Linked DNA regions of Nomascus leucogenys: region 1 is linked to region 2. The links are chromatin contacts, called in public Hi-C maps. All regions are on one chromosome and are shown on one strand. Each heading gives the region's core, a stretch centred on a gene start, on an enhancer-like site or on the middle of the called end of the contact. The rest is flanking DNA. Distances are from core to core; before and after follow the strand shown.

Region 1 (7,022 bases), core at 4,069-6,568, 51 kb after region 2:
TTCCTTTTTTTTTTTTTTTTTTTTGGTATTTGTGGAGACGGGATTTTGCCATGTAGACCAGGCTGGTCTTGAACTCCTGAGCTCAAGTGATCCGTCTGCCTTAGCCTTCTAAAGTGTTGAGATTACAGACATGTGCCACCGTGTCAGGCCCTGGGTCTCTTCCACTTTTATGTATTTCTTGCCATTCTTCTGCCTTTTCTTTTTCCTGCATCTGACTTGCTCTATCCCATGGGGCTTCTCACCCAGCCGAAGGGGCTACTCCTAGAGGCTAGAGGGTGGAGGGCCCTGTGGCAGGGCAGTGGGGGAGGCCAGCACCCTCACCCTGAGCTCCAGCGTTTGCTGGTCTGGCTGCCATACACAGATGCAGCTGGAGCAGAATTCAGTGGAGGAGGCAGAGCTATAACCGAGCAGTAGGGCAGAGAGCAGAGCCAGAGCCCCCTGGGCAGGCCAGAAGGAGGACCCTGCTCAGTTGACCCTTCGCAATTGCTGCTCTTGGTAGCCCTTGCTGCCCTCGGTACAACCAGCTTGAGTCACCTGCTGCAGAACAGGGCTGGACATGGAAGCAGTTTGTGGAGGGAGAATGGGCAGGGGTGTGCATTCCATTCAGTAGAAGGGCAAAGAGGCCCATATGTAGGCCTATGATCAGACTGGAGCCTGGCTTGACTGAGGCCCTCTGATCCAAACACATTAACCAGGCACCTAATGCTGCCTCCAGCACTGGCCTGGAGTGCTAAAGTGAGTCAGACCTGGGAACCCCCAGTGGGGAGGGAGCCTTGAGAGTCTGGCATAAGAAAGGAAGAAGAGCTGAGACACTGGAGGCTGAGTGGCTGAATGGGGCAGGGATTCCCAGCAAGAATGAGGTTGGTCTGAGGGCTGGGAACATGTTTGGCTGGGACTCTGGGGTATTGACAGGTCACCCAGCCTGGCCAGTAGGGCCTAAGTCCCCAGCTGGGATAGGAAGCTGAATCAGAGTGGGCAAGCCTAGAGCCCAGGGAGGAGGCTGGAGGGGTCTGACCTATGGAAGGAACTGGCTGGGGGTGGGGTGTGAATTACAGCTCCAGGGAATTGTCCTTGAGCCATGCTTCAAGGAGCTGGACACAGGAAAGGTGGCCCTCTGATGGGGTCAGGGTCTGTGATCCAGTGACTAGCAGAGAGGCTTCCTTTTCCCTGATGCCTCCCAGACAGGGGCCTCAGAAAGCTGGTGCTGGGATTTTGGGATGGGGGTGGGCAGAGACCTCAGAGATCTCTGGGTTCTCCCCACTCACCTCTCTGATCTCGCCTGCAGGCCAGCAGCACAGAGATGCCTTTGCCCAGGTGAACCCCCTGAGGAGGGTGCCAGGCCTTGAAGGATGGGGACTTCACCTTGGCTGAGAGGTAACCGGTCCCTGGGCTGCTGCCGGGCCTTGTGGGGCTAGTCAGTCGGCTGTCTGTTCACTGTTGATGGCTTGGATCATGGACTGTGGGCCCTGCACCAGCCCCAGGGTGAAGAATGGGCTGAGGCAGGCAGAGGTGCCCAGTGTTGAGAAGGGCTATAGAAGTCCTCTCCTGCATTGTACAAGTGAGGAAACTGAGGCTGGAGGAGGGGAGGGACTTGCACAAGGCCACAGGGCCCAGTTTGCTTCCGGGCCTCCTCACCGCCAGCCTTGCCCTCCGAAAAAAGGAGAGTGCTAAGTTTCGAGGAGCGGTTGTACCAGGCATCTTAGTGCTACCATTTTGCCCACAAATCCTGTGGGGCAAGTGCTGTTTCCCTGGAGAGTCGAGGGACTACTCAGCGAGCTTCAGTGGCTATTTGCTAAACATCCACCAGGGCCAGACCCCATTTAAGCCCTGGGGCTTGAGCAGCGAACATGTCTACACCTTTCTCCTCATGGAGCTCACATTCCATTAATAGAAGGGGGAGCTGACAGTAACCCAATATAAACATGTAACATATTGAATGTTGATGGATGCCATGGAAAAAATAAACAGGGTAAGAGTGGGGGTGTGTGTCATTATGAGTAGGATGCTGAGGGAAGACTCCCTGGAGGAGGTGGCATCTGAGCAGAGAGCCGTAGGAATGTGCAAGGCATGAGGGGAAGGGTGATCTGGCTGCAGGGAAGAATGAGGGCGAAGGCTCCAGGTGGGACAATGCATGGGGTTCAGACTGGAGAGCAACGGGCCAGAGCGGGTGCAGTGAGCAGGAGGAGCAGGAGGTCACGACAGAGGGGAGCATGGGACACTGGGAAGGCTTTGGCTCTTACCGCAGGTGGACTGAGTCGCTGGAGGGTTTTGAGCAGAGGAGAACTGTGATCTGACTTACGTCGTAAAGGATCCCCCTGGCAGGGGTGAGAAAGCCACTGCAGTCATCTGGGATGCAGCGCTGGAGCACCAGACCAAGGTGGTGGTGGTGCAGGGTTGCGGGGGATTGTGGTCGGTTCTGACTTTTGTTGAAACTCTAACTGCAGGGTTTGCTGCAGGGTTGGAGGTGGGAGGGAAAAATGAAAGCCAAAACCGGCCTCCAGGTTGGTGGCTGCATGGTGGCGTCCTTTACCGAGGCCACACAGTGCCTCTGTGGTGGAGCTGGATTCACGTTCAGAGCCTGGGATCACTGGATGGTCCAACACCCATAGAGGCATGAGGAGCTCTGGGGGTCAGATTGCACAGCCCTTCACCATAGATGAACAAGAGATGGGACAGGGTGGGAAGCAATGCTGCCATGTCACCTGGAAGGCTCTCTCCCTGCTGGCCTTGCTCCTGGCCCTGTCCATGCTTTGGATATGTTGGGGAGATACCCAACTTGCTCTCGTTCTTCAGACTCACACTGGGTACCCCTTCCTCCTGGAAGCCTTCCCTGAGCCCCTGCTGAAGTTCATGACATTTTGTTTCTTACTTGCTGCCCTTAGTTGAGATGATAGTCTGGCCCCGTGTAGGGCTGTGTGACCCTGGGCAGTTAACTTACCTCTCTGAGCCTCACATCCCTCCTCTGCATCATGGGGACAGTGAAAATGCCCTAGAAAATGGCTGAAGTGTTCAAGGCATGTCTTCTGCCCCCACCATGTCCCCCCAGTGTGGCTATCTTGCTGTGTATGAACTGCATGTACAAAGCGCCTGACCACTGGTACCCCCAGGACCTGCAGGCCCGCGCCTGTGGGGATGAGTACCTGTCATGGCAGCACATGGCCCTGCAGAGTAGCTGCTGCTGGGTCATGTGGCAGAAGGCGAGCCATGGAGGGCAGGGACACCTCCCAAGATGCCAAGGGATGCTGCTTTCACTTTACAAAATCCTGTTTAGACCTGAGACCAAATCCTGGAATGCCAGAGACTGCCTAATTCATCCAACTTGTTTCATAGAGGGGAAACCAAGGACCAGAGCCAAGGAATGATTCCCCTAATGTGCCTTAATTCCAGAGCTATGAGCAGTTAATCCTATACTCTTCTGCATACTCTAGGTTGCCTGGGAGTCTTGCCTTTGAGGGGAGAAAACAAACAAACCCTCACTTTGCTACAGACGTAATTCCTAGATGGAGAGGTATGAAGTGAAAAAAGTCAAACTAGGAAGAAGTGAGGAGACATTTCAATAAATGTTTGTCCGATGTCTCGGTATGAAAGGACTTTCTAACCCTGAGAACAGTGGGAGAACTCAACAGAGAAACAACCAGTACATGCCAGCTGTGGTAGCTCACACCTGTAATTCCAGCACTTTGGGAGGCCGAGGCGGGCAGATCACCTGAGATCGGGAGTTTGAGACCAGCCGGACCAACATGGAGAAACCCCGTCTCTACTAAAAATACAAAATTAGCCGGGTCTGGTGTCGCATGCCTGTAATCCCAGCTACTTGGGAGGCTGAGTCAGGAGAATTGCTTGAATCTCGGAGGCGGAGATTGCAGTCAGCTGAGATCACGCCATTGAACTCCAGCCTCGGCAACAAGAGCAAAACTCTGTCTCAAAAAAATAAACAAACAAAAAAACATATACAAGGACATGTTGTGTAAGAAAAAATGGATTAAACATAAAATAAGCAAAAAACCGGGAAGGATCTTGGTGAAAAACATGTCAGAAAGAAGTAACGTTCTTTTTTTTTTTTTTTTGAGACGGAGTCTCGCTCTGTCTCCCAGGCTGGAGTGCAGTGGCGAAATCTCGGCTCACTGCAACCTCCACCTCCCGGGTTCACGCCATTCTCCTGCCTCAGCCTCTCCGAGTAGCTGGGACTACAGGCGCCCGCCACCACGCCCGGCTAATTTTTTTGTATTTTTAGTAGAGACGGGGTTTCACCGTGGTCTCGATCTCCTGACCTCATGATCCGCCCGCCTCGGCCTCCCAAAGTGCTGGGATTACAAGCGTGAGCCACCACGCCCGGCCTAGTAATGTTCTTTAAGGTGCTCTTAGAAACCCTTAAGACAGGCCTGGTATGGTGGCTCACCCCTGTAATCCCAGCATTTTGGGAGGTCAAGGTGGGCAGATCACTTGAGGTCAGGAGTTTGAGAGCAGCCTGGGCAACATGATGAAACCCCGTCTATATTAAAAATACAAAAATTAGTTGGGTGCGGTGGCACACTCAGGAGGCTGAGACAGGAGAATCACTTGAACCTGGGAGATGGAGGTTGCAGTGAGCTGAGATCATACCACTGCACTCAAGCTCCACTTAGAGCGAGACTGTCTCAAAAACAAAGAAAAATAAGAGAAACCCATCAGACAAAGAGACAGGAAAAAAATGAGTCATAGCTCACTGCAGCCTAGATCTCCTGGGCTCAAGCGATCCTCCTGCCTCAACCGCCCAGGTAGCTAGAACTACAGGCGCACACCACAACACTGGGATTTTTTTTTTTTTTTTTTTGGAGAAAATAAAGAAGGGAATCTTGCTATGTTGCCTAGCCTGGTCTTGAACTCCTGGGCTCAAGCAATCCTCCCTTCTTGGCCTCCCAAAGTGCTGAGATTACAGATGTCAGCCACTTTGCCTGACCACAATTTCAATCATATTTAAAATGTACAATTCAAGTGATTTTGCCACAATAACCACAGACTCATGTTTAAGCCATACCAAGAGATTTCCATGTTTTAAATAACATATTTTGCCACCCCCTGGTGGACAGTGGCTCACCACCGGCACAAGCTACATAGGCAGTCAATGGGGACCAGGCGGGGACGGGAAATGTCGTGAACCCAACGGTCCCTGCCCAGCCCCACCCGCGTCCGCAACGTGTAACCACATCTCCTGACTGCCCAAGAGAAGCGCAGATTTCCATACTGAACATGAAATTGCCCGACTTCGAAATGGTGACAAATCATTAAAAAAAATTTTAAACTCACGTTGCATTGGTTATTAGGGTCGAACTTGGGGAAGACCCCTACTGGTGTGTGTGTGTCTGTGTGTTAGGGGTGTTCAGACCTTTAATAGGGCTAGGAACCAGGCGACCACAGCACGGAAAGCTTGAGGAGAGGGAAACCCACCAGACGCCAGGCAGGAGGATGAGGGAAGAGACAGGCTGGGGCCACTACCCAGTTAAAAACTTGTAGTGGGTGGGGCTACACGTAGGGCGGAGACGACGGGATTACCGGAAATCAGAGCCGGCACACGTGACTTTTGTTTGCAGAAGTGGGAAGGTACCCTAGGCAGCCAATCGGGGAGCGCTGAGTCTCTGTCCAGCCAATGAGAAGCCAGTTTGTTTTAGCACCTCGCCCCTCCTTCCCGGTCCGCGATCCTCGGGTACCCAGCGCTTTTTCTCTGCCAGAGCTGTTTCCGTTCTTCTGCCCGCCATGCCGTTCCTAGAGCTGCACACGAATTTGCCCGCCAACTGAGTGCCCGCGGGGCTGGAGAAACGGCTGTGCGCCGCCGCTGCCTCCATCTTGGGCAAATCTGCGGACGTGAGCCTGGGCCGGGCAGCACGGGGCGAGGGGAAGTTGGTGGGCCAGGGGTCCGGCCCTGTCCCTGCTCCATCTCCCCACCAGCAACCCCGACCCCTTTCTCCAGGGACCACCCCCCACCCCCCACCCCATTCCGCACGCCAAGCTCTGACTTTCCGTGCTCCACGATCCCGCGGCTCCCCCTCCGCACGTCTTTCCCTTGTCGCCCTCCCCAGTCATGACCCGGACGTGACCTTCAGGGACCTCGGCCTGTACCGGGATCCCTGTACCCGCGAACACTGCGCGTTTCGGCTTTCGCGCGCTCGGGTCGGGACCCCAGAGGTAGCCCGACCGGCTCCAGCTTCGGGTAAAACTTTTCATGTTCCCCTCAGCGCGTGAACGTGACGATACGGCCGGGCCTGGCCATGGCGCTGAGCGGGTCCACCGAGCCCTGCGCGCAGCTGTCCATCTCCATCGGCGTAGTGGGCACCGCCGAGGACAACCGCAGCCACAGGGCCCACTTCTTTGAGTTTCTCACCAAGGAGCTAGCCCTGGGCCAGGACCGGTGCGCCGGGGTAGTAGGCCCGGAATATTATTCTAAAACAATCAGAGCACTCCATTCCTGCTAACAGTTTAAAGCCAAGCACCTAGGCATGCCATTTAGGCTTCTGAATGACTGGATCTTGACCAGGAGAGCTGCTGTCTAGGTTTTCTCCTGACCAGTTCCTCAAGAGAAATGCAAAACTAGTGATTAACAGTAAGAGTCAGGCCGGGCGTGGTGGCTCACGTCCGTAATCCCAGCACTTTGGGAGGCCGAGGCGGGCGGATCATGAGGTCAGGAGATGGAGACCATCCTAACACGGTGAAACTCCGTCTCTACTAAAAATACAAAAAACTAGCCGGACGTGGTGGTGGGCGCCTGTAGTCCCAGCTACTAGGGAGGCAGAGGCAGGAGAATGGCGTGAACCCGGGAGGCGGAACTTGCAGTGAGCCGAGATTGCGCTACTGCACTCCAGCCCGGGCGACAAAGCGAGACTCTGTCTCAAAAAAATACCAAAAAACAAGCAAAACAAAACAAAACAAAAACAATAAGAGTCCAGTGGCTTATGCCTGTAATTCCAGTACTTTGGGAGGCCGAGGAAGGCAGATCACCTGTGGTTGGGAGTTCGAGACCAGCCTGACCAACATGGAGAAACCCTGTC
Region 2 (6,511 bases), core at 2,126-4,625:
TCAGGTCAGCAGTCTGCAGGAAGGCCCCAGCTGGACCAGCTGCTCACACCTTCCCACAGGCCTGCAGATGGGTGTGGAGAGCAGAGCCTCCAGGCTGAGGCTTCCAGCCCCAGACCTGAGCAGTCTAAACATCAGAGAGCAGCCCTGAAGATGGAAATCATCCCCCTCCAGGTTCCCTACGGTCTTATCCACCAGCCCTGCTGCCCATGGTGGCCCAAGATGCCCAGGAGAGATAATAGAAGGTAAGAAGTCATGTTTGAATGAGGAAGCTCTCTTCATTTATTTCATATGAGGACGAAGAAGAGGATTATGTGATCACAGGAATGTTGCATGCGGGATAATCCAAAGCTGGTTATCACCAGGCCCTCACTCTGCCAGGAGATCTCTCTGGAAGAAGCAGCCAGCTCACAGATGCCCTGGATCCCTCCGTGCCCAATCATAAAAAAGTCACGACCGTCCCTATCTTGCCAATCTGCCAGGACTCCAGGGGGAAAAAGCGGATAAGTATCCTTCAGGAGACAGAGAAAATGGTATCATCAGCCTCTTGGCCAACACCACATCTTGCAAGACCCCTGCCACGTACTCCCACTGTGGGTACTCTGGACAGCCTGCCTCAGTCCACCAGGCATTTTGCAAACCTGCTCATCCCAGTAATGATTTTCCCCAACCCCCAGCACGGCGGTGGGACACTCAGCTGTGGGATGTGGCTACACATCATGACCCAGCTAGGACAGACACACAATACGGTAGCCTCGGTGTGTGTGCCGTACACTCTATCATCTCCATCAGTTTGTGTACTGAGGGGCACCCTGCCTCCTAATTGCAGGCTCCCTAAGGGCACAGTACCTCAGCCACCTGTTTTCTCAAAGGCTGAGCACAGGGTGACCCCCCGCCCCACCAACCCCGCCACTAATGTCTGTGCCATAAGTGAACATGCCCCTGTCAGAGGTAACAGCAAGTTTCCAGTGAGGAACACCAGAACTTGGGATAGCCTGGCTGGGGGCGTCGGGAATATGAACAGCGTCAGTCTTGTCATCATAAAATTGGCATAATGGAGATTATCTACCTCATGGGGATAGCATGTCTTGTCTGCGCAAAGGGAGAGTGGACAGGGATTGTAAGGATCAAATGGGATCATGAGTGTAAAGTACCTGTAGAGTACCTAGCACATGGTAAGCACTTGTATAACACTTGTTGTTAGAGTAACAGTTTTCCCTCAGTATCCGTGGGAGATTTGTTCTAGGATCCCCAGAGGAAACCAGAATCTACATTTGCTCAAGTCCCTTACATAAAATGGTGTAATATTTGCATATAAACTACACACATCCTCTCATATACTTTAAATAATCTCTGGGTTACTTATAATACCTAATATAATGTACATACTATGGAAATAGTTGTATTGTTTAGAGAATAATGACAAGGAAAAAAGTCTGTACATATTTTCAGTATAGATGCAACTATCGTTTTTTTTCCTCTGATATTTCAATCCATGGTTGTTTGAATCAACAGATGTGGAACCCAGTGACACAGGGGGCTGACTGTATTATTCCTCTGTAGCTTGAGGGAGGACCCAGCAGGATCAGCCATTCCTCATCGGCCTTCATGGACTAGCAAAGGCTCCATTTCAGAAGGTCTTTTTTTCTGAGCCAAGGTCTCACTGCCACCCAGGCTGGGGTGCAATGCGCAATCATAGCTCACTGCAGCCTCAACCTCCTGGGCTGAAACCCTCTTCCAATTCAGCCTGCCAACTAAGTGAGACTACAGGTGCACATCACCATGTCTGGTTAATTTTTAAAACTGTTTTGAGGGATGGCATCTCACTATGTTACCCAGACTGGTCTGCAACTCCTGGTTCAAATGGACCTCCCGCCTTGGTCTCCCAAAGTGCTGGGATTACAGGCATGAGTGCCACCATGCCTGGACAGTGTCCTTTTCAAGCTTCTCATGCCCTTACTTCCTCCTAGGCATGGATGTGGCTCAAGAATATCTTTTACCCAAGAGGAAACTTTAACTCGGTCACAGAACGCCAGGTTTGGGTTGTAGAGTCTTCTTGTGGGGGAGGGAGGTCTTTTCCCCTGTTTTCACAGAAGAGAAGGTTGCCAACTGGAGATGGTTCATTTCCAAGTTTGTCTGGGGTCCCCCAGCTATGCAGGACCCAGAAAGCAGATGTCTAGACATCCAGGCCAGTGCTCTTTCACTACTCTGTGAGTCTCCCGTGAACCTCACCTGGAACCTGGTTGGGACATAGGTCCAAAATACGTAACTTTAGAACATACCCAGAATTCCTTCTGACCAGCCTGGCAAAGTTCTAGAAAATCACACTTCAGCCACGTGTACCCACCCTGTCAGGTGCCAAAGCAGGTACAGCACACAGACAATCCCACATGACCCTTGCACTGCCCCGGGGGATGTTAAAAGGGAGTCTTCCGGGTTCACAGACTTACACGCTGAGGAGCAGAGCCAGAAATTCATTCAATCCTGCTCGCACTTTGAAGATGGTCCTAACAGCAGGAACCTAAGGGGTCAGGAAGCCCCAAAGCCCCAGACCCTGATGTGTCCTTACTGGGCAGGGCAAGAAATGGGTTTTTTCCCCTGAGGCAGGATCACTGGCTCCAGTCTGCGGCAGTCCCACATGGATCACCTGCTACCCCTACGCACCGGTCCTGGCCCAGGGCTAGCTCCTTGGTGAGAAACTCAAAGAAGTGGGCGCTGTGGCTGCGGTTGTCCTCGGCGGTGCCCACTACGCCGATGGAGGAGACGGACAGCTGCGCGCAGGGCTCGGTGGACCCGTTCAGCGCCATGGCCAGGCCCGGCCGTACCGTCACGTTCACGCGCTGAGGGAGACATGAAAAGTTTTGCCCGAAGCTGGAGCCGGCCGGGCTACCTCTGGGGACCGGACCCGAGCGCGTGAAAGCCGAAACGCGCAGTGTTCGCGGGGACAGGGATCCCGGTACAGGCCGAGGTCCCTGAAGGTCACGTCCGGGTCATGACTGGGGAGGGCGACAAGGGAAAGACATGCGGAGGGGGAGCCGCGGGATCGTGGAGCACGGAAAGTCAGAGCTTGGCGTGAGGAAAGGAGTGGAGAGTGGTCCCTGGGGAAAAGATTCGGGGTCACTGTCGGGGAGGCGGAGCAGGGACGGCCGGACCCCTGGCCCACCAACCTCCCCTCGCCCCTTGCTGCCCGGCCCACGCTCACGTCCGCAGGTTTGCCCAGGATGGAGGCAGCGGCGGCGCAGAGTCGTTTCTCCAGCCCCGCGGGCACTCGGTTGGCGGGCAAATTCGTGTCCAGCTCTAGGAACGGCATGGCGGGCAGAGGAACGGAAACAGCTCTGGCGGAAAAAAAGCTGGGGGTACCGAAGGCTCGCGGACCAGGGAGGAGCGGCGAGGCGCCACAGCCACCTGGCTTCTCATTGGCTGGACAGAGACTCGGCGCTCCCCGATTGGCTGCCCAGGGTACATCCCGCTTCTGCAAACAAAAGTCACGTGTGCCGGCTCTGATTTCCGGAAGTCCCATCGTCTCCGCCCTACGTGTAGCCCCACCCACTACAGGTCTTTAACCCGGTAGTGGCCCCACCCAGTCTCTTCCCCGACCTTCCTGCCTGGCGCCAGGTGGATTTCCCTCTCAAGCTTGCAGCGCTATGGTCGCCTGGTTCCTAGCCCTATTAGAGGTCTGAACACCCCTAACACAACAAGGACACACACACACCTATGGGGGTCTTCCCCAGGCTCGACCCTAATAACCAATACAACGGGAGCTTAAAAGGTTTTTGAATGATTTGCCACCATTTCGAAGTCAGGCAATTTCATGTTCAGTATGGAAATCTGCGCTTGGGCAGTCAGGAGATGTGGTTACTCGTGGGGGCGCGGGTAGGGCTAGGCAGGGCCCTTGGGCTCACGACAATACCTGTCCCTGCCTGGTCGCCACTGACATCTGCCTGTGTAGCCTCTTGTGCCGGTGGTGAGCCACTGTCCACCAGGGGATGGCAAAATATGTTATTTAAAACATGGAAAGGCTTGGCACGGTAGCTCACGCCTGTAATCCCAGCACTTAGCGAGGTCCAGGCGGGCGGATCACCTGAGGTCAGGAGTTCGAGACCAGCCTGGCCAACATGGCGAAACCCCGTCTCTACTAAAGATACAAAAATTAGCAGGGCATAGTGGCGGGTCCTGTAATCCCAGCTGCTCGGGAGGCTGAGGCAGGAGAATCGCTTGAACCGGGTAGGCGGAGGTTGCAGTGAGCCGAGATCACGCCATTGCACTCCAGCCTGGGCGACAGAGCGAGATTCCATCTCAAAAAAAACACCAAAAAGCATGGAACTCTGTTGGTGTGGCTTAAACATGAGTCTGTGGTCGGTGTGGCAAAATCACTTGAATTGTACATTTCAAATATGATTGAAGTTGTGGTCAAGCAATGTGGCTTACACCTGTAATCTCAGCACTTTGGGAGGCTAAGAAGGGAGGATTGTGTGAGCCCAGGAGTTCAAGATCAGGCTAGGCAACATAGCAAGATTCTCTTCTTTGTTTTCTACAAAAAAAAAAAAAAAAAAAAAATCTGGGTGCTGTGGTGTGTGCCTGTAGTCCTAGCTACCTGGGCGGCTGAGGCAGGAGGATTGCTTGAGTGCAGGAGATCTAGGCTGCAGTGAGCTATGACTGTGCCACTGCACTCCACGCCAGATGACAGAGTGAGACCCAGGCTCCCCCCTCCCCCGCAAAAGAGATAGGAAAAATTTGTACGTTTATATGTACAATTTCAACTACATGTATAAAATTCTCTATAAGTGTGCATACTTAAAGGAGCCTCCACTGAAAAGGCCGACAGAGCCTCTGTCTGTCATGATCTTGTGCTATTAGCAGTTTATTAGATGACTCAGATATCAGAAGATCTGAGACACACGACAGGAAAATATGACAGTCCTAAGGGGAGAGGGCAGGGACCGGTGGCAAGTCTGGGACCAGGTGTGGGGCGTGGACAAGCCAGTGGTCAAGGAGTGGGGTGTAGAGAAGACTGTGGTCAATGTTAGGAGGAGGTATGGGAGAGGGCCAGGAAATAATGAGGGACTTCCCTTCCTGCAAGGAGGTTCATGAACCAGCCCTGCACCCCACTTGTGGGACACAACATCGCCCCACAGTGAGGAGAGAGACCAGGAGACCAAGGCTGATCCTGATTCAGACATCTTTCCACCAGGTCACCCCTCATCTATGATACATGCTCAGTCCGGGGGTATCCCCCGCAAGGAAACACTGGGGCTGACGAGCCCGGAGAGGTCACCTGACCTGGACTGAGGCTGGGGAGGTCAGGGAAGTCTCCCTGGAGAAGAGACAGGGTGCCAAATGCCAAAAGACCAGGAAGGTCACCAGGCGAAGAAGATGAGGAGGGAACAGCATGAGCAGAGGCCAAGAGGCCAAGGTGGGAGCCCGGAGAGGGGTATAAGAGTGTGCAGGCAGAAGGGGCCACCTGGAGGAGTGGGAGCAAGGCCTTGAATGCAAAGTTCAATGACTTGTACTTTAGCTTCTGGGCAGTGAGGAACCATAGAAAGTTCCACACAGAAGGACAGGGTCAAGTAAGTGTTTGCCAAAGCTGTTTTCAGAGGTCACATGGAAGCTAGAATGGAATGGGGTAGGAGACAAAAGGAATGCAGGCATGATATCTGGAGGAACTGTGGACCAGAGCCTTTGCAGATAACCAAGGAGACAGATAGCTCCATGTCTTTATTCTACCAACATAGCATCCCCTCAGTGGCTCAGCAAGTCTGGGACATGCACTCACAGCAAGAAAAGCTGCATTAAGGTCTTCAGATTCTCTTTAACAGCAGGTTCTACTGGAGGCAGGTCCTTGGCCTTCAGGACAGCCGCGAGGGCCTCCTGGAAGAGGTCCTCCCCCACTGCAGCCTCCACGTGTTGGGCGCCATGCTGCCATCGTGGGTCTGCTTTCAAAGACTCAGCAGCCAGCACTGATGGGCTAGGGGAAGACAGAGTCAGCGGAGGGGCTGGGCATAGCCAAGTGTAAGGCAGCATGACCTGCTTTAGGGGTTCTCTGATTGGATTTTCTCTCCTCCACCATGTGTGTGATGGGCTAGGATGTCCCCATCCCTGGGGACACTTGGAAGCCTCTTAATACAGCTGCGGTGAGGGGTTTGTACAGCCCCATTTTATAGATGAGGACACTGAGGCTCAGAAGGAGAAGTGACTCACACAGGGTCCCACAGCCAGAAAAGACAACATGAGGTGGGATGTCAGCTCCCTTCCCGGATACACCACTGCCCAGCGGGCCACCCCACCCCATGGCATTCTCATGCATCAGCTCCGTGATTGCCACCAAGTCAGCCACAGAGATATGGGACCCAGTAAGGAAGGCCTGGTCCCGCAGGAACTTGTCCTCAGGCAGCTGCAGGCATCCATCCAGCTCAGCCAAAGTGGCCGCCAACATCTCTGGTGGCACTGACTCACCCAGGAACACAGGGATTATTATCTGGTGGGCCGACAGGCAGAGAGAGGGGTCAGGGTCTGC

What was found. Hi-C and Micro-C count contacts between places; a contact is called where the count stands out from the background.
Region 1: a Hi-C map of a lymphoblastoid cell line shows a contact between it and region 2, with 2.3 times the contacts expected there. The contact joins the enhancer-like site here to the promoter of DDT in region 2. A contact is called at or near these places in 2 of 4 Hi-C or Micro-C datasets (a lymphoblastoid cell line and an unstated tissue).

What each region holds. Positions count from the first base shown.
Region 1 is chr7b:50,954,808-50,961,829 of Asia_NLE_v1, forward strand. It overlaps LOC115835864 (glutathione S-transferase theta-3-like), which reads left to right. Exons shown (of 5, transcript XM_030815170.1): 2 at 1,286-1,338; 3 at 1,340-1,374; 4 at 3,047-3,197; 5 at 3,429-3,452. The coding sequence ends at 3,452. It also overlaps the pseudogene LOC100581919. Among named protein-coding and RNA genes, the nearest start is that of CABIN1, 38 kb to the right of the region's middle. Within about 2 kb of position 5,319, the one cell type or tissue checked has an H3K27ac peak away from gene starts, as active enhancers do. A contact at or near this core is called in a lymphoblastoid cell line, where this site is marked.
Region 2 is chr7b:50,905,706-50,912,216 of Asia_NLE_v1, forward strand. It overlaps DDT (D-dopachrome decarboxylase), which reads right to left and starts at 3,376. Exons shown (of 4, transcript XM_030815973.1): 1 at 3,200-3,376; 2 at 2,662-2,837. The coding sequence starts at 3,307. It also overlaps the pseudogene LOC115835863.